Regions from separate parts of the Mus musculus genome. Here regions 1, 2, 3, 4 and 6 are each linked to region 5. A link is a contact called in public promoter capture Hi-C and targeted proximity ligation data. All regions are on one chromosome and are shown on one strand. The core of a region is the stretch at or near the end of the contact, and the rest is flanking DNA. Distances in the headings are between cores, read along the strand shown.

Evidence for each region. Capture Hi-C pulls out chosen DNA fragments and counts their contacts.
Region 1: a promoter capture Hi-C map of liver shows a contact between it and region 5, with 2.6 times the contacts expected there. A contact is called at or near these places in 2 of 39 promoter capture datasets (hippocampal neurons and pre-B cells), 2 of 130 datasets of targeted methods (astrocytes and large pre-B cells) and 1 of 9 other capture datasets (liver).
Region 2: a contact with region 5 is called in a targeted proximity ligation map of astrocytes, with 4 times the contacts expected there. A contact is called at or near these places in 1 of 39 promoter capture datasets (pre-B cells), 1 of 130 datasets of targeted methods (astrocytes) and 2 of 9 other capture datasets (adipose tissue and liver).
Region 3: a promoter capture Hi-C map of liver shows a contact between it and region 5, with 4 times the contacts expected there. A contact is called at or near these places in 3 of 39 promoter capture datasets (hippocampal neurons, liver and pre-B cells), 1 of 130 datasets of targeted methods (astrocytes) and 2 of 9 other capture datasets (adipose tissue and liver).
Region 4: a contact with region 5 is called in a targeted proximity ligation map of astrocytes, with 7 times the contacts expected there. A contact is called at or near these places in 4 of 39 promoter capture datasets (embryonic stem cells, hippocampal neurons, liver and 1 more), 2 of 130 datasets of targeted methods (astrocytes and embryonic brain) and 2 of 9 other capture datasets (adipose tissue and liver).
Region 6: a targeted proximity ligation map of astrocytes shows a contact between it and region 5, with 6 times the contacts expected there. A contact is called at or near these places in 3 of 39 promoter capture datasets (cranial neural crest, hippocampal neurons and pre-B cells) and 1 of 130 datasets of targeted methods (astrocytes).

Annotation. Positions count from the first base shown.
Region 1 is chr15:57,984,365-57,987,218 of GRCm38.p6, forward strand. It overlaps Fam83a (family with sequence similarity 83, member A), which reads left to right and starts at 1,539. Exons shown (of 4, transcript NM_173862.2): 1 at 1,539-2,177. The coding sequence starts at 1,698.
Region 2 is chr15:57,693,020-57,695,929 of GRCm38.p6, forward strand. Zhx2 (zinc fingers and homeoboxes 2) reads left to right here and starts at 1,648. Exons shown (of 4, transcript NM_199449.2): 1 at 1,648-1,985.
Region 3 is chr15:58,033,029-58,035,821 of GRCm38.p6, forward strand. It overlaps 9130401M01Rik (RIKEN cDNA 9130401M01 gene), which reads right to left and starts at 1,266. Exons shown (of 6, transcript NM_029418.4): 1 at 1,056-1,266. The coding sequence starts at 1,172.
Region 4 is chr15:57,891,064-57,893,770 of GRCm38.p6, forward strand. Derl1 (Der1-like domain family, member 1) reads right to left here and starts at 1,355. Exons shown (of 8, transcript NM_024207.4): 1 at 1,080-1,355. The coding sequence starts at 1,232.
Region 5 is chr15:55,111,008-55,113,710 of GRCm38.p6, forward strand. It overlaps Deptor (DEP domain containing MTOR-interacting protein), which reads left to right and starts at 1,310. Exons shown (of 9, transcript NM_145470.3): 1 at 1,310-1,612. The coding sequence starts at 1,491. It overlaps Gm9920 (predicted gene 9920), which reads right to left and starts at 2,575. Exons shown (of 5, transcript NR_045093.1): 1 at 2,333-2,575; 2 at 1,336-1,589; 3 at 113-209.
Region 6 is chr15:58,075,092-58,077,791 of GRCm38.p6, forward strand. Zhx1 (zinc fingers and homeoboxes 1) reads right to left here and starts at 1,417. Exons shown (of 4, transcript NM_009572.4): 1 at 1,066-1,417.

The DNA.
Region 1 (2,854 bases), core at 289-2,788, 2.9 Mb after region 5:
CCAGGAATGAGGAAGAGGGAGGAGGCTGTGGGAGAGAGGAGCAGGTCCACTTCCAGGAGCAAGAAGAGAGAGGGCAGAGAGCCAAGGAGGGATTAATGGGTTTGTCCTCGGGGAACAGGGACCAAGGGAGGAGAGAAGCTAGAACAAGGGGAGGCTTGTCTGAGATTGCGAATTGGGTTCCTTCGTAGTCTGTCCTAAGAGGAAAGACGTTCCTTTTTAAATTGCTTTTCTTGTTTTTGAATTGCACTCTGATTTAAACACTGAGACCATCCTGCTGGACCAAGTCACCTGGGCCACTTCTCTACGGTCCTAGAAGTCTAGCTCTGCCTTCCTTCGGAGAGTGGCAATGGCCCAGAGGCATCAGGCTCTTCCCGGGTTCTGGCTCCTTGACAGCACAAGATTGGATTTCCCTGGCACAGGTCCTTAGCAGGCACTGCCAGTGCCAGGCTTCTGTGCCCCGGTGTCATCCCTCCCGCAGTTAGAGCTTCCTGTAACCAACTGCAGCTTTGTTACCACAAGCACTCAGTGGGCTCTCGGGCGGGCCGGCTGCTGGGGTAAACCCGGCATGAGAGGCCCTAGACAGGCTGGCAGGTAGGAACACTGGGCTGTGACTCTCCTATCACACAGTTCTCAGTGAACCGAACCCCCACCCCCATGTGTCCTATCATGTTCATGAACTCCAGATGGTCACTACCTCATCCCACGAGTCAACCTGCCCAAGACAAGCATCTTTTTCCTGTGCCGTTCAACTCCCCATGGCCCTCTCCACTTTTGCTTTCTGGAGTCCTCTTCCAAGATGCCTGCGCTCAGCTCCTCTTCCTAGCCTGTTTCCTGCGGAGCCCAATCGAAGCCAGTCAGGCTTCCAGATGTTCCATCCCACAGCTGTCTGGGACCTGGTCTGAAGAGAAAGCACAGGTTACTTCCTCAGAGGTCACAGAGTTCATTCACAGATGGCACCCCTCCTCCAGCCCCGACATGGATCCTATGGGTTCCCAGGCCACGAAATAGTAGCCTGACTTGCAGCCATACTCCCCAAACGGTCAGCACACTGCCCAGACCTAGGAACTCTGTGCAGACTGAACAAACAGGTCAATAGCAAATACTAGACAGACACTCTTTCACGGGACAGGGAAGGGGTGGGCAAGAAAAAGAGGGGGTTCCTGGGGAAGTTCTCGTTGGCCTTATATGAACCCAACGGAGTTTGAGCCAGGGAGCACAAAGGGGACCTGTGCCCAGTCCTCCTTGCTCCTGTCTATCCCTTGGGCTGGTTCTGTGGGGCTGGAGGAGTAGCTCCTCACTGTAACAAAGGCCGGAGGGTTCCAGGCCCTCAGTGTTGTGCAACCAAGTGGGAAAGCCGGCTCAGCCTGAGGCTGAAGCGGAGGAAATATCCCATGGTTGACTGTGCCAAGGCAATGACTGATCCAGCCCTCTGACTTGTGGGCAGGGTGGTGGCTCTCGGAGATAAGCCAATCCCTGGGCTGCAGGTGAGGATCCCCAAGAAGCATTGTTGGGGCAGTGAGAACCATTTCTCCAAGTAGGCAAGAGGGGAGGAAGGAACTCGGCAAGCCAGTATGGGAAGCCCATAGCTTCCTAGGAATACTGGGAGCCCTATTCCTCCCTGGTGTCGTCCGCATTCTTCCTACGTCTGGAAGAGCTCCGCGGTTGGCCACCCCTCCACGACTGAGCAACACAGCAGCATGAGTCGGTCAAGGCATGTGGGCAAGATCCGGAAACGTCTGGAAGATGTCAAGAACCAGTGGACCCGGCCAGCCAGAGCTGACTTCAGTGATAATGAGAGCGCCCGGCTGGCCACAGATGCCCTCTTGGATGGCGGTCCAGAGGCTTACTGGCGCGCCCTCAGTCAGGAAGGAGAGGTAGACTTCCTGTCCTCAGCGGAGGCCCAGTACATCCAGGCCCAGGCCAAGGAGCCCCCTGATGCCCCCGATTCTGCCGGAGGGGCTGAGTCAGGACCCAGAGGACTGGACTCCTGCTCTTTACAATCAGGTACCTACTTCCCTGTGGCTTCGGAAGGCAGTGAGCCAGCTCTGCTGCACACCTGGACTTTGGCTGAGAAGCCCTACCTGAAGGAAAAGTCCAGTGCCACCATCTACTTCCAAATGGACAAACACAACAACATCAGAGATTTGGTCCGCCGCTGCATCTCCCGGGCCAGCCAGGTACCCACGCAGAGCTGAGGTCTGCCTAGTGCTGTGCGGGATGGAGCGGGGATTAGATAGAGCTAGGGGCTTGCATGCTGTTTTCACAGGCTTGCCCAGGAGCACAGACCCTTGATCCCTATACAACCTGGGTCCTGCGCCACTAGCACCTATCCCTGGCACTATAGTCTCTCGTGTGGGAAGGATAAATCCCTTCCTTGGCTCCCCAACTCCTTTTTCCTACTGCTTGCCACTCACCCCCGAGTCCCCTGCATATTCTCAAGCCTCTGGCCTCTGGCTTCAGGACTTTGGAGACTCTGTCTGTCCCTGAACCATCCCTGCTTTTCACTCCGGTTCGTGCTCTTTTTTCGTTAGTGCTTCCAGATGAATGGGCGAGGGGACTTCACTAGGACATATCCTTGTCCTTTTGTCCTCTCAGCCTCTATTTAGATCTAGTTGCCCACAGGTCACCCTGTAGCCCCTGTATCAGGCAGCTCTATCGAAGCAGAAAGTGAGGCAGGGAGAGGGTCAGAGAAAATTCCCCTCTCCCCGGACAGCCCATGTTTTACTTAGACTCTGGAAAGTCCTTCTGAACAGGGCCTCAGCTGACAGGACCTCAGGCATTGGGGCCAATGGGGCAGGAGTTCCCAGTGCCTCTGCATGTCTGCAGTGGTTGCCAGTGTCAACTGGGGGCTGGG
Region 2 (2,910 bases), core at 398-2,897, 2.6 Mb after region 5:
AATTTAGCATGCGCGCTGATTTAATCTTAAATAGAAAAAAAAAAAACCTAATACGAAAGAAAAATGCCAGCAGAGGCTCCCTAGAGCCGTGACCATCCATCAGCCCCCAAAACCAGTCTTCCTCTAGACTAAGTCATCGCCATTGGCCACCCCGCAGTACACAGCCACCTGTTGCTGTCCTGGCGCCCCGAGCGGAGTCGCAAGCGGCCGCTAGAGTTCGTTCTAATTCCCCGGAGCAGAGCTGGCTGGGAAGCCGGAATGCGATGCGCCTGCTAATCCGCAGGATGGGAGGCAATTCCGCAGTCTTCAAGTCCCAAGCCCTCTGTTTTCTCCAGTAACTCCTAGTGTCAAATCTGGGTCCCAGAGTTAGCCTCCACCCCCTACGGTGGGCTCCAAGAGCGCTCACACCCAACAAATTCCCAAACGCCCCCAGAATCTGCGAAGGGGGAAAGGGTCTCTGAGAGCAAGAATGCACAACGCTGACAGGTTGCTAGGTCCGTCATCTTCCCTCGGATGCTCCCTTAGAGAATTTTAACCTTGCGTGATCGCCGGAGCACAGCAGCCGGGTCTCTAGTTCACGGTTCCCAGGGCTGCAAAGGGCAGACACCACACACACACACACACACACACACACACACACACACACACACACGCACGCACGCAGATGGAGGGCTCGTTTGGAGACCCCTCTCGCCGGGAACGCGGCTGTCCCAGCTCCGAAAATGACCCGTCTCGCTTCTGGGGGACTCCAGTGTGCGCGCTGCAGGCGTGTGCATTTTCCCGAAGCTGAGAATCGCTGTGAATTCGGGCCACACAAGTTTGAGTCAGCTCCCCGGGTGTCTTTGTTTGTTTATGGGTTTGGAGGGAAAAAGTTTGAAGATCTTTAACCAGACTGAGCTCAGGCGCAAGCGGAAATCCCCAGCAAAAGTGATCTAACTTCAAGTGGTTATGTAAGTGGGGCGCCTTCTTCCCCGCCCTATTCCCAAGCCCTCTCATTACTATTCCGGGAGTAAAACGCATCTCGATTTAAAAAAAAAAAAAAAAGAAAGAAAAAAGTTTTAAAGTATGTTGTTATTTTCTTTTGCCAGAAGGCGGGCGAAACTCAAGCAGAGCCCAGGGCGCGTGACGACCCCACCCGCGTTCTGCCCCCACGCACTGCAGAAGGACCTGGAGTCTGGGGTGTTGCTGGCGCCGGGCAAGCCCTAGCGCCCTGCGGTCTCACGGTCCGCCACTCCACGTGGTGAGGATCAACAGTTTGTTGAGCTCATCAGTGACACCTTGAACTTTTCATAAAGAAAATGGGTATTGCACCGAGAGGGTTTGGCCGCGGCAGCGCGCCGGGTCGTGCTCAATAGTCAATGATCTCGCTTGCGCCTCCCCCACCTCTTCCCGCAAAAATTCCAATGAGTCCGTTACTGGACTCAGACTTTTAAGCACTCCCCCCCCCCCAACACCCGGGATGACCACTCATCTGAGCCTTTAGGGGCAGCCTCCCCCCACCAGCAACTCCCTCCTAAAAATGACATTTTGCCGAAGTCTGCGGGGGGGCCTGAATTTCACTTTGTAACTTTCTGCGGAACCCGAGCCCGGGTGGCAGCTCCGGTGGTGGTATCGTATGCAAATACGCATGCTGACGTTACAGATCATGTGGGTTTTGGCGTAGATTCCCCACTGATCGAGGCATTTTCCCCCTTTTTTTCTTTTTTCTTTTCTTTTTTTTTTCTTTTTCTTTTCTTTTTTTTTTTCTTTTAAAAAATTCGATCAACCGTTCTCCGTACCGGGGCTTTTTTCTGTCTATCTGTCTGTCTGTCTGTCTGCCAGGCTGGCTTTCCCCCACCACCACCTCTTTCCCACGGAGCCCGAGTCGGGCGCCGGGTGGGGAGTGGGGAGTGGGTGGGGGGAGCCAGCAGAGTTCCATTTTGGAACGCCCGTGCCTCGTCTCCGCGTTCCCAGCCCGGGTCCCCGCGTTCGCAGCCCCGGCGCAGGTAAGAAACTTCGCCCCGGCGCGGAGCACCCGCAGCGGGCACCGCCAGCCCGGAGCCCGACACGCCGGGCGCCCGCCACTCCAGCCCAACTTTCCCACCGCCGCCGCCGCTCCCGAAAATGTGTTGTTAATGGGACTTGGCCGGGTTAGGAATGGGGGTGCGCGGGAGGGGGGTGTTCAGGCTTTTTTTTTCTTCTTTTTTTTTTTTTTTTTTTGAGGGTGGGAGGAAATCCGCGGTTTCGGGGAGAGGAGTACGGAGATTTTTTTTTTTTTTATGAAATAGTTTTGATTACAAGTTTGGATAAATGGAAGCCAGACCGAGGAGGAGGAGGAAAAACATGTCTACGTTTCCCTATGTCGACATAAGCCACAAAAAAATATGGCGTCCGCTTTCGACAGGGCGTTACGTAGACTCGACTCTGTTTTTTATTTATTTATTTTGTGGCCGGCTTCCTGCCTTCTTGGCCAAACTGCGGCGCTTTGTGCAAACCGGGCAGGTCCCGCGGGGACTCCACCGGGACGTGGCCCCGTCTCGGCGCTTTTTGGAAGCCTGGGGGCTGCGTGTGGCTGCACCCCTCCCTCCCCCGCTCTCCCCTCTGCTCCCCTCTCCTGGTGACGATTCGCCGTAATGTGGTGGCAGGAAGCATGACGCCGTGTTGAGGCTGCCTCTCCTCGCGTCGCTCCCGGTGGCTGCAGGCGGCCGGCGCGCAGCGCGGCGCGGGCGGCGGGCGAGGGACCTGCGGGCAGGGCCTGAGTGCGGCGCTGTGCCCACGCCCCGCTCAGGTGCGCGGGGAGGGGGATGCGGGGGACGCGCGGACCCCGGGGGCCCTGCTGTCCCTGGCCTGCCGGGACCAGCCGGAACCCGGGTCTCCCGCCTAAGTGGCCGTGGCGTTTTCCAGTCTGCCCCACAAGAGGTTAAGCATTGC
Region 3 (2,793 bases), core at 16-2,515, 2.9 Mb after region 5:
GTCAATGACAGATTTAAAAAATAAATAAAAGCACACGGTTTCAACCACAGTGAAGTTATTGGAAATGACATCACCAAGTGCAGTCCAGTGACTCTTAAAGTGCTATCTGCTTTCTTTTAGAGCAATTGAGAGTGAATAGGGACTGACAAAATTGTGCACAAGACGTAGGAAACTGTGATTATGGCGATGGTCCTATTATAAAAATGCTACAAAGGCACACAGAGCACAGGAAATTTTAACTGGAGTCAGGTTTCTGTGCATCCCAGACAAAGATTTGGAGGATCTGAGGACACATCTGTAAGACGACCTCTTCTGATGTAAACCCACTGGACATAAGGTGAGATCCAGATGTAACTACCAAGAAAGAATTAAAAAAAAAGGATGAAAAGCATTCTGCATGCCCAATTTTCCAGCCCCAAAGAAGCATCTCCTATTCTCTTTTACAATAAAACCTGCTGAGGCTGAAGAAAGTCTCTAAATTCTGTTGACTCAGTACAGTTAACATTGTAATAGCTTGGTTGTATTCTGAGAAATACACTTCACTGAGTATCAAGGCTCATCATAAGCGTGCTAAATTAGTGCCTCTCCTTCTACTGGGCCATCACAGTAAGAAAAACTTTGTTCTATTCTTTAAACACTGGGTCACTCGAGACGAGGTATTTGAGCCACCGTTAGGTTCGGCACTCTGCAACCATTTAGTCACATAGCTAGCCATCCCAACTCAACAATAACATATCCAAGTCTCAATACATTACTAGGAAATGATGAAACATAATTAGCTTGGAACTATTTTATTCTTCTAGGCAGCCAGCAGGCCTGCAAGGATGCTACGGCGGAGCACCTGGGCGGGGCTGGAGGCAGGAAGGGGGCGTGTGATGCTAGCCCGGGCCCGCCTGCAGGACACGTGGGTTGAGGGTGGGGGACGGAGACAGACAACCCGAGGGTACAAGAGTGAAGTCGCCGTGCTTGGTTGCAGGGCGGGTGGACAGTGACGGTGGTGGGCCTCGCCGCAGGCCGGCTCCAGAGCGGAGCGGCAAGAGGGGCAGCCGTCTCACCTGCGGCTCGCAGAGCTTGGCGCGGTAGGGGGAGGGCGGCTCGGGCCGGCGCTCCGGCCTCTGCTCGAACACCGAGTCCTCAAATTCGCCGCCCAGCACCCAGCATCCGGTCTCCATCGCGCGGAAGTGCAACTGGACCTCGAAACGAGGCGACACCTAGAGCGACGCCCATCACCCAGCCTCCAAAGCGCGCGACAGCAGCCGCGCCAAGGCTGCCGAGGCAAGGTAGAGTGTAGAGCGGCACCGGCGCGCCGCCCACACGGAAGCGGTGGGTTGTCGGCCGGAGCGTTGCATTCTGGGAGTGGTAGTCTTTCAGCGGCTGGGGATTTCCGTGGTGGAGCAGAAATTCTTGCCTGACTCCAGGGCCTCCTAAACCACCCAACAAAGGTTTTGACCTCTTTGTGTCTAGAGCTGGATAGAGTGAGTTCCTCCTGAGTACCTCGAATAGTCGTGGTCTCTGGAGAGCCAGTTAACTTGGTAAGTATCAGCTTTAAACCACTGACAGTATTCTCCCCATTTTATTTTGCATTTTATTTCTAAAATTTCTTTCCCAATAACTGTGAGAAGAGCCCGGTTATTCTTATCTTGTAAAAGGAGATACTGGGCTTGAAGAAGTCAGGTAACTTGTTCAAAAGCCCAGGGTCTCTGAAGAAGAGACCAGAACTCTTCACGCATTTACTAAAAAAACTAGACATCACAATTTAAAGACTTGGATCAAGGCTAGCAGAATTTTGAGACTTTCAAGAAACGTTTTGACTCTAGAATGTAAAGGTCGTGGACAAAACACTGGCTTGTGTTATAGAGCACTAATGTGGAGCTAGTAATAAAGCTTTTCTATTTGCCCTCACACTTGCTCCTCTTCCACCAGTTGCTTCCAGGGTTTTTCCTTCAGCCCTATTTTCTACTCTACAGACTCGTACAGGGCAACCCAAACCACCTCCCCGGATTTCAAAATTCATCTGCCCTTGGCTCACCAAATGTGGAACTCAGTGCATATTCAATAGCCTCATTGGAAGAGTCCACGCAGGGAGCCTCCAGGCAGTAGCTACTGTGGGATCCATCCAGAGAAGTTCTTTTTTAATACCTGGGGTTTTTGTTTTGTTTTCTCATCAGAAATGCAATACTTCTTATTAAGAAAAATTCAGATATTATAGAGAATTATAAGAAAAGTTCCTAATATCACCAGGAAAAAAATAATGTCCTAAAAAGGGCTATACTTGCCCTAATCCCAGTATGCCCTGTCTATGCCCAGAACTGTGTCAGCACAGTACTGAAGGACTGCAAGAGCCACGTGTGTGTGGCTCTGTTGCCTTGGCTCGCTAGCTGTGTGACCCAGTCTATAAAATGGGTATTGATTAAAATAAGGCACACAAAGCTTTAGAGGTGAAAGGGGTGTCATGGGTGTATTCAAGATCTCTGCTCCAGGAGCGGAGGAAGAGCAGAGCAAAGGCGGGCAAGGAGGAGTTCTTCCAGCTTTTTCTTTATGAAAGATATTTGATCTCAGAATGTCTTCCCTCCTGCTCAGGCCTGCTAGCTCTAGCCTCCTGCCCAACAACTGAACCAGAGCGTGTGCTAAAATGGCAGCAGTTGTTTAAGGGCTGCACGTGGGGAAGTGATAGCTCTTTGCCCTTTGCACTCAAGATTCCTGGGCTCAGTAGTTTCCAACCTTTTGCTAAAAGAACCTCCTTGCTTACTCTACTCCCACAGTCATGGCAGATTTGTCTACAAAAAGAAAGCT
Region 4 (2,707 bases), core at 105-2,604, 2.8 Mb after region 5:
CAGCACTAAACAGGAAACCCAAAAAAAGAACTCAGGGATGTCTCTATGACTGCTAAACCCCCCTAGCAAACACAGTTGCTATTTGCAAAGATGAAAGGGAGATTTGATTATATGTCTACTGGTCACCAGGTGGTGATTTCCACCACTACAATAAAGATACTCACATATCCGACAGTCTCCCATTCATGTGTTTATGCCCCTTGTATGATAAAGATCTAAGTCCAAGGGATGGACTACAGAGGATCCTATAACGGACTCCAAGAGCATATCCCAACATCTGGGTGAGGAAAATGAGAAATCAGCAAAGGAGACGAGAAAATAACATCCAGTGGAAAGTAGAAAGAGAAGGCTAAGGAATGTGTGGAAATCCAGATCTAATATAATCTGAGCGTCCCCTGATTAAATTTTTATATCACAGAATCAATAAAAATAACCTCTAGGAAACTAACATTCTTTGGCTTAGAATGATAATCTTGACTAATATCCTTAATGCTTAAGAAAATTAGTATCTCCCGTTTCCTGAGTAGTTTATTCATTCACTGGTAACATTTAACGGCTATATGCCAGGTGATCGGATAGGGCCCGTAGGAAATACAGATAAATTAATTCTTATTAATATCTGCCTTTACACCACTGCTTTAGGGAGGAGAGAGAAACTGTAAACACGCTAACAACCCACGCAGAATTATGTCAAGTAGACACCACTGATTAAGATGGCATCGCCACCCACGACATAGATAGAAGGAGGGAGGAAGACATTCAGGTAGGTGGGCCCAATTTGCCAACAGAATGGCAACTTACCTCTCACTTCAGAGTGCGGAAGGCGGGAAGTACAATCTTGCCAGACAGGTATTGTGAGTCACGTCCTAGCAGGCCAGTCCGCGACTCTAAATTATCTAAGCCTTAACACTCGACCCCAGGACCTCCCGGGACCCAAAGGACCCCAGCCTTAAACCCCTGGAGGCGGACGCACTACAGATCCCACCAGCCCCAGCGCGCCCCGCAGCCCGGCGAACCCGTTCCGTAGCCGCGGGGACACCTGGGGGCTGTAGTCTCCACCGCCCTACGCCAGCTACTACCTGGAAGCGATAGAGGAAGGCTTCGGGCCAGAGGAAGAAGTAGGCCGGGCTGATGATGCCGAGCTTGCCGATCAAGGGGACAGCAACGGTGGCAGCAAACCAGTAGCGCGTGATGGCCGGGATGCTCCTGAACCAGTCCCCGATGTCCGACATGGTCGCCCGTCAGGTGACCGGCTGCGCAGCGCCGCGCGTCCTCCCGTGCCCACCCCGCGCTCCGCGGCCGGCTTGGCCAGGGAAAGTGGAGGCGCAGCCGCTGTGCAGGAGGCGGAGACCGACGGACGTGGCGCCACCGAATTCGGACAAGCTAGGCAGCGATCACAAGAGAAACTTCCCCTTCCGGTGGCCGCGGTCCACGTGACCAGAAGTGTCCCGGCGGCTTAAAGGGCCAGTGCCGTTTTTGCAGCTCAGTACCGGGACTCGACGTCCTGGGGTGGGGCCAAGCAGGAGAGGCGGGGCGACGACGGCAAGGCTAGTAGGAAACAGTGGTTACCCAGAGCAACGGCCAGTCTTGCAAACCAATGGGGAAGCTACATGCCCTAGTTCTCCCCGGAGTTGTAATCGGAGTAGTGCCTCTTGAAGAGTATTTATTTAAAGGGAAAGGAAGAGATAGCGCATATAGTTCCTCATTTAGTCACAGCTTCAGGCAAATTTTTAGACACTGGGGATGCAGCTGCGGCTGTGAGCACGGTAGCGGTACCTGAACTTTGCAGTCTCAGGGTAGACAGAAAAGCAAATGAGTTATGAAGAAGAATTTCAGAGGATACGGGAAAAGATTAGGATGATGGGGGGGCTAGAGTGGCAGCGGAGGACTGGGAAATCTTGAGACGCATTTGAGACCGCATTTATAATTGGACATGATCTGGTTCATTGGGGGGCTTTAAATTAGAAATGAAGATGGTTGTTTTAAACAAATGGTGGAAAGATACCGATTTCACTAGAACTTTTATTCAGTTGCTGGTTTTTGTTGTTGTTGTTTTGGTTTGGTTTTGTTTTTTTGAAAATATGGTTTAGGATCAGTAAAACTTTCCGTAAAGAACATAGGTGTAAACTGACCTGTAGTAAACTAAGTATCTGAACTTACTGCAATCAAAGAGATTGCTCACCAAAGAACCCTGGACCCATTTCTCTAAACAAAATCCAAAATCATCATTATTGGATGGTGGAGGGAGAGGAACTGTCGGCCAAACTGGAAGAGGCAGTGCGTTGTAAACACAGAGCTGAGGTGTAACATAATTACCATCAGGTCTGGACAATAAGAAAAGAAACAGACTCGGTGTTCTCAGATCGGGAAAAAAAAATTCCTCAAACTTAAAAAATGTGAAATTTGGGCTCTGGAAAAAAAAATTATTTAACGTTGTAAAGGAATTGAAAATCTTAGGTCCAAGTGGCCCACGTGACTCACATCCTCCAGGCAAAGACGAGGTCCATGTGCATTTCCACATACTTTCCAGTGCTCCATTATTTCAAACACTCTAGAAACACTGGCGTTTATACTGTGACAAACCACTTCTTAGCAGTACCTAATGTTGTGAAAGTCACTTCATCTCTCTTTGGGGTCCTTGCCTTTAGAAGGACCTGGTAACTGGACGGTAGAGATGGCTCACATGGGAATGCACCTCAAAATGAGA
Region 5 (2,703 bases), core at 60-2,559:
GCAGGTTCAGAGCCTAGTCTTCAGGAATGTCAAGTAACATTCACAGCAGCATATGTTTTGTTATATACTGACACTTCCTGAAGATTGTGACAGTTATCGTAGACACAAGTACCTGTATCTTCCAAAAGGCAAATCCAAAGATACTTCAACAAATGTGTATGGCCGCGGAAGCCATGACTTCCCAGTCAAGCTATGTTGAAGTTTACAAACTAAAAACGAAGAGACACAGTGATGACTTTTAATGAACATGGTAGACCAGCTCGGCCATTCAAATATGTTTAACCTCCTCCTCTTTCTCCTCCTCCTCCTCACCCCCCCCTCCTCCTCTTCTTCTTTTAAAGATTTATTTATTTTATATGTGTGAGTACACTGTCGATGTGGCTGTCTTCAGACACACCAGAAGAGGGTATCAAATCCCATTACAGATGGTTGTGAGCCACCATGTGGTTACTGGGATTTGAACTCAGGACACCTGGAAGAGGAGTGAGTCAGTGCTCTTAACAGCTGAGCCATCTCTCCAGCCCCTAACCTGCTCTTCTAACGGTTTATTGTATTGCTTGCTTTTGTCAGTTAAGCTGTTTTTGGTTTTAGTTTGTTTTATGAGACAAGGTATCTTCTTATCCCAGTCTGGTCCAAACTCATGATCATCTTCTGAAGTTCTGGGAACATAAGTGTGTCGCCATGCCTGCCAAGATAGAGTTGTTTTAAAAACATAACCTAAAACTGAGAATGCTCTTGCCTGCTTGCCTGAGACAAGTTACCTCACCCCTCCGAGTTGCCTTCCCGACGTAAAAGGAATGATATGGGAAACACAAGAGGGTAGCAATTTATCTAAAACATCTTTAATGCAGCAGATGTGGACAAGTGATAGCTACAACTAGTGTAAAAAAGGGATTAAGAGCATTTAGGTAGGAAACCAAAGTAATGAAGCCAGGTTCTTAGTCTTTTTGAACCGCAGGGCAGGATCCTTTATTGACTCCACCATAGGGTAGTAGTAGATGGTCTATAGGGAAAGGGATCAGGTAGCCTGAAATGCCCTTCAGCAATATCCTCAACTGCTCCGTTTTTGAGTAATCTGTTCTCATTTTTATTCTCTACAACTCTAGTATGGAAAATGGAGAAAAACTGCAACATTCCCCAGCATGAGTTTGGGAGTGAAAAAGGAAATATAAAAGAGGAGCGAAAGGCTCAACCTCCTGCAAAAACTCAGGGCTCAGAGCTCCGCCCCGATGTTTTTATTTTTCTCCTTGTCCCCGCCCCCCGACCATGAGAGAGCCCAGGCCACGCCCCCAAGCCGAAGTTCCAGACCCGGACTCGCCGACTTCTCCTGCTTACCCGCAGGGATTCCCTCACCAGCCAATCGCGTCTGAGCCACGGCACCGCCCGGAACAAAGATGGCCGGGGCGGCCTCGGGGAGGGCACATTGATCCAAACGCCAGGCGCACCCGCCGGGACAGCAAAGGCAGAGTGGCAACCGCGCGGTCAGGAACATGGAAGAGGGCAGCAGCGGCGGCAGTGGTAGCAGCGACAGCAACGCCGGCGGGAGCGGCGGGGTGCAGCAGAGAGAGCTGGAACGCATGGCTGAAGTCCTAGTTACGGGAGAGCAGCTCCGGTAAGGAAAGGCACTCAGTAGATGGGCTCTCGATTGCCCTATGCCCGCCGCGGTCCGGAGCGCACACGCCATCTGGCTCGTGGCAGGCGTGTCGCGCGGGGCGTAGGGACAGTTGCGAGCGAGTGGGATGGTTGGGTCGCGCTGCACGGGTGCCTGGCTACTGCAGCCCGGAGGCTAGCAGCTTCAGCCAGGCTGCGGGGACCGATGCCGGGAACGCGCGGTGCAGGCTGCGCCCTAGCTGGACTGCTGCAGCCATGCGTCCCTCCGACTCGCCACCACTCAGTGCGTGCAAACCCCCTTGCCAGGTGTTCCTGATGACTGTCTAGTCTGCTCGCTCCAAAAAGAAGAGATTTCGGATGGGACCCCAGTCCCTGCGCTTCCAGATAGAAGGCTCCAGCACCCATGAGTGCCTTCGGTTCAGCTTTCCTTTTTTTCTAGCAAGACATGCTTCCCTCATTGGAGCTTCAGGTTACTTTTATGTAAAACCTGGAGCATATCTGCGAGTGCTTTGACGGGTTGCTTCTCTTCCAAAACCTTTCCCAGTTCTTTACCTATCCCTTGATTGGCACACTTGGTTTCAGGTGTCACTTGGGTCCGCAAGGGGGCGTGAAAGTACCTTGTTCAGTGCCCACGTTTGGGACCCCGGAGTTGGCCCACCGCCGCGCACTTTTCCTAGAATTACCACTTTCCCATCTCACAGATCCAGGAACAAGCACTTACCCCCAGGGCTCTTTTGACATTCCCATCGCTTCCTGTTCCTTTTTCTTGGGCATATGCTTAAGACTTGTGCTTCCGCAGCTGCCTTGATATTGGGGGTTGTAAATCAGATTGCCACTCCAAATGAATCCGGCTCTGCCAGAACTTGAACCGCGAGCCCAGTCCCACCTGAAAGAAGTGTGCTAGCTCCCTCTAGCTCTTGGCTTGATTTTTCCGGCTTATTTCGGTTTCTAGATGGCTGTTTCCAGACTGGAAGGAGAGTGTTACAGAGGTTCCTGGAGGTCTGGTAAAGCACTTGGCTTTGCAGTGTTCAGTTTGAGGAAGTAGCTGTTGGCAGTCAGGACGGTGGAGTCCAGTGTGACAGAAGGAAAATC
Region 6 (2,700 bases), core at 167-2,666, 3.0 Mb after region 5:
GTTTGTTTTGGTCTTGTCTTTTAGAGAAGGGTTAGTGACAGAAAAGTACTGTGAGCATTCCTACTTTATCTATGCTTCTTCTCTACATTCAGTTTTCCAATTGCTTTGCCCAGAGTAAGCTAAGGATAGCAAACAGAATCTTATTCTTCCGTTTGGTTCGTTTCTTACTGGTACCTTTGGAGTACCGAAACAAAGAATTCTAAGTCCCTCTCTTGGAACTTCGGTGTAAATACACAAGAAATGAGTCAGGGCTCGGCTTTCCTGCCATCAGACCCCAGTCCTTTTTATTCCCTCCTAGCCAATTCCCTTTAAGCCCCAAGGCTTGGAGTTTCCTCTGGTCCATCGCTCTCCCAAGTCTGCACTCCCGCTCCACTACCTAAGCAGAGACAAGTGTGTTTCCACCCTCTTTAATGAACTTCTCCCCTAAAAGCCTGCTCTTCCTCAAAATATACTTCGCACTATACTTCTTGGGGATGCAACTCCTGAGTCTTCTCTGCTGAGGTTTCCCGTTGCTCCGACCCCAAAGCCAGTGCGCTACAGTCCAGCCGGAGATCCTTGGCTGACTCTTCAGAGGGGGGCTGCGCCGTGTCCCCACGAGGTGGCCTCACGCCTCCGGAGGCCCAACGCTGGAGATCTTCCCCAGGACCCGCACGGTAGTTAGGGTCCGCTGTCCCAGAGACGTCCTTCCCCCCAGGGAGACCGGCTCCCCATCCCCTCTGCGCCCCCAAGTTACTCAGTGCTCTCCCAACCAAGGCGCTGGGGCTTTCCCTCCAAACCCTCCACCCAGAGCTCCGTCCTCGCTCTGACAACCCCCGAGAGAATCCGGGAGCTGCGACTCCGTCCGCCCCGCCGCGGGGCAGGCCCAGTTCCCCCCGGGTCCGATCTTGCGTGCCCCAGCACCGTGGGCTGGGTCCCGAAGAGGGGGGGGGTGTCTGTGTCCCGCTGCTGCCCCGTCCCGTGTCGCGCCAGCGCCCGCGCCTCTCGGCTTCCCTACCCGCCGCGAGTTCCTGCTCGGGTTCCACCCGCAACCGCGAGGCCCAGTCCCCAGCCCGCTCGCGCAGCTACCTGCAGGGGCCGCCTCGCCTCAGCGCCTCGCCGCCGCCATCTTGCATTTCAGAGCGACTGCACTTTTCAGGGAGTCAACTCTGACCCGTGAACCCTAACCCCGGAACCACTCGGAGGGCCCTCGCGCGAGGGGGCCCCCCACGGAGCTCTGCAGCCCGGCAGAAGCGCCGAGAGGCCAGGCCAGGGTGCGAGAGAGACTCCGCTCCCTGAACCCACAAGGGCCGCGAGGAGGAGCCAGCCGAGGCGGGGACGAGCCGGGCACCCCACTCGAGGACTCCGCCGCTCCTCTGGGATGCGACCCAGGCCGCTCCTCTAGAACCGGGCGCTGCGGGAGGTGTGCGCCGCCCCGCCCTCTGTCAGGGAGAGTCACGCCCCCTGTCAGGAGGGGGCCACGCCTCTGTCACTAGAAGCCACGCCCCGTCGCGAGAAGCTCCTCCTCCAGGGCCTGCGAGGCTCCGCCCCGTTCAAGCGATTGCTCGGCCAGCGGTCGTCAGAAGTCGGACCCCGCCTCCCGCGACCTCGGTCGCTTTCTTCCCTTGAAACTGCCTAGGTCCTCCGAAACCAACCCCATCTCTCCCGGAGCCGGCGTCCTAAGGCCCCGCCCCTCCCTAAGCCACGCCCACTGTCACTCTCGGCTCCTCCTTGGCAGCGCCCTCTGGATGCCAGCCGCGCCCCCACCCGCTGTCAACAGTCCCGCGCTCCTGTCAGCCGCTGCTCCGCCTCTTCCTAGCCCGAGTCCAGCAGGAGCCCCGTAGTTCCAGCTTTGGACGGGAAAAGTTAAGTGTGGCCCCACTTGGAGCCTCCCGCCTCTGCTTCCTGCTGCCGTCCCTCTTTCCCCGGAGAGCCACTGACTGAAGCCGAGCTCTCCGCAGTGGGCACCAGCCCCGCAGCGCGGCCAGCCGAGGACCTCAGCGTCTTCCCCACCTCTGCCCTTCAGCCCTCTCGTCATTGTTCCATTGAATATAACAAACGAGGGCGAAAGGAAACCACTCCGAGTGTTCGCTCCTGTACTCGCCGCTCCGGACGGACGTAAGAGAACTCTTTGGCGCCTGGATGTTTAGTCCCCACCCCCATTCCAGTCATGGACCCTTTTGTGTTTTGATAGCAGAGCTCCACCAAGCCACACCAGCCCGAAAATTTGCACTCTGCATTTACATGAAGGGAAGACCTGGCTGCTGATATCAACGTGCACAATATTTAGTTGCATCCTAAAATTCTAAAACTTGTGTATGCTGAGGCTTAATGGTCTCACCAGCAGAGGAACCCAACCCTGTCCCACTCTCGGCCCATTCTTAAAACAAAAATTAATAGCGCTCAAGCCCCTTGAAACTAAATTCAGAATGCAAACTACTTATACAAAGAATTTAAGAAATCAGTGTAGTTTTTAATAGAAAGTGGTTTAATGGAAAGTATTTATAATACAGTACTAACATCAGTAAAATAAAACAATGCATTCTCCACAATGTATTTAATACACAATGTGTTTAAATACACAATGTATTTATGTATCCCTCATAAGAAAAATACAAGACAAAAAGTTACACACACACACACCAGTTTATGCTCACCCCAAAGACAGTTCCAGGTCCACTGAGAATCCCAGTTTAGGATTTAACTCTGAACAAAGAAAATATT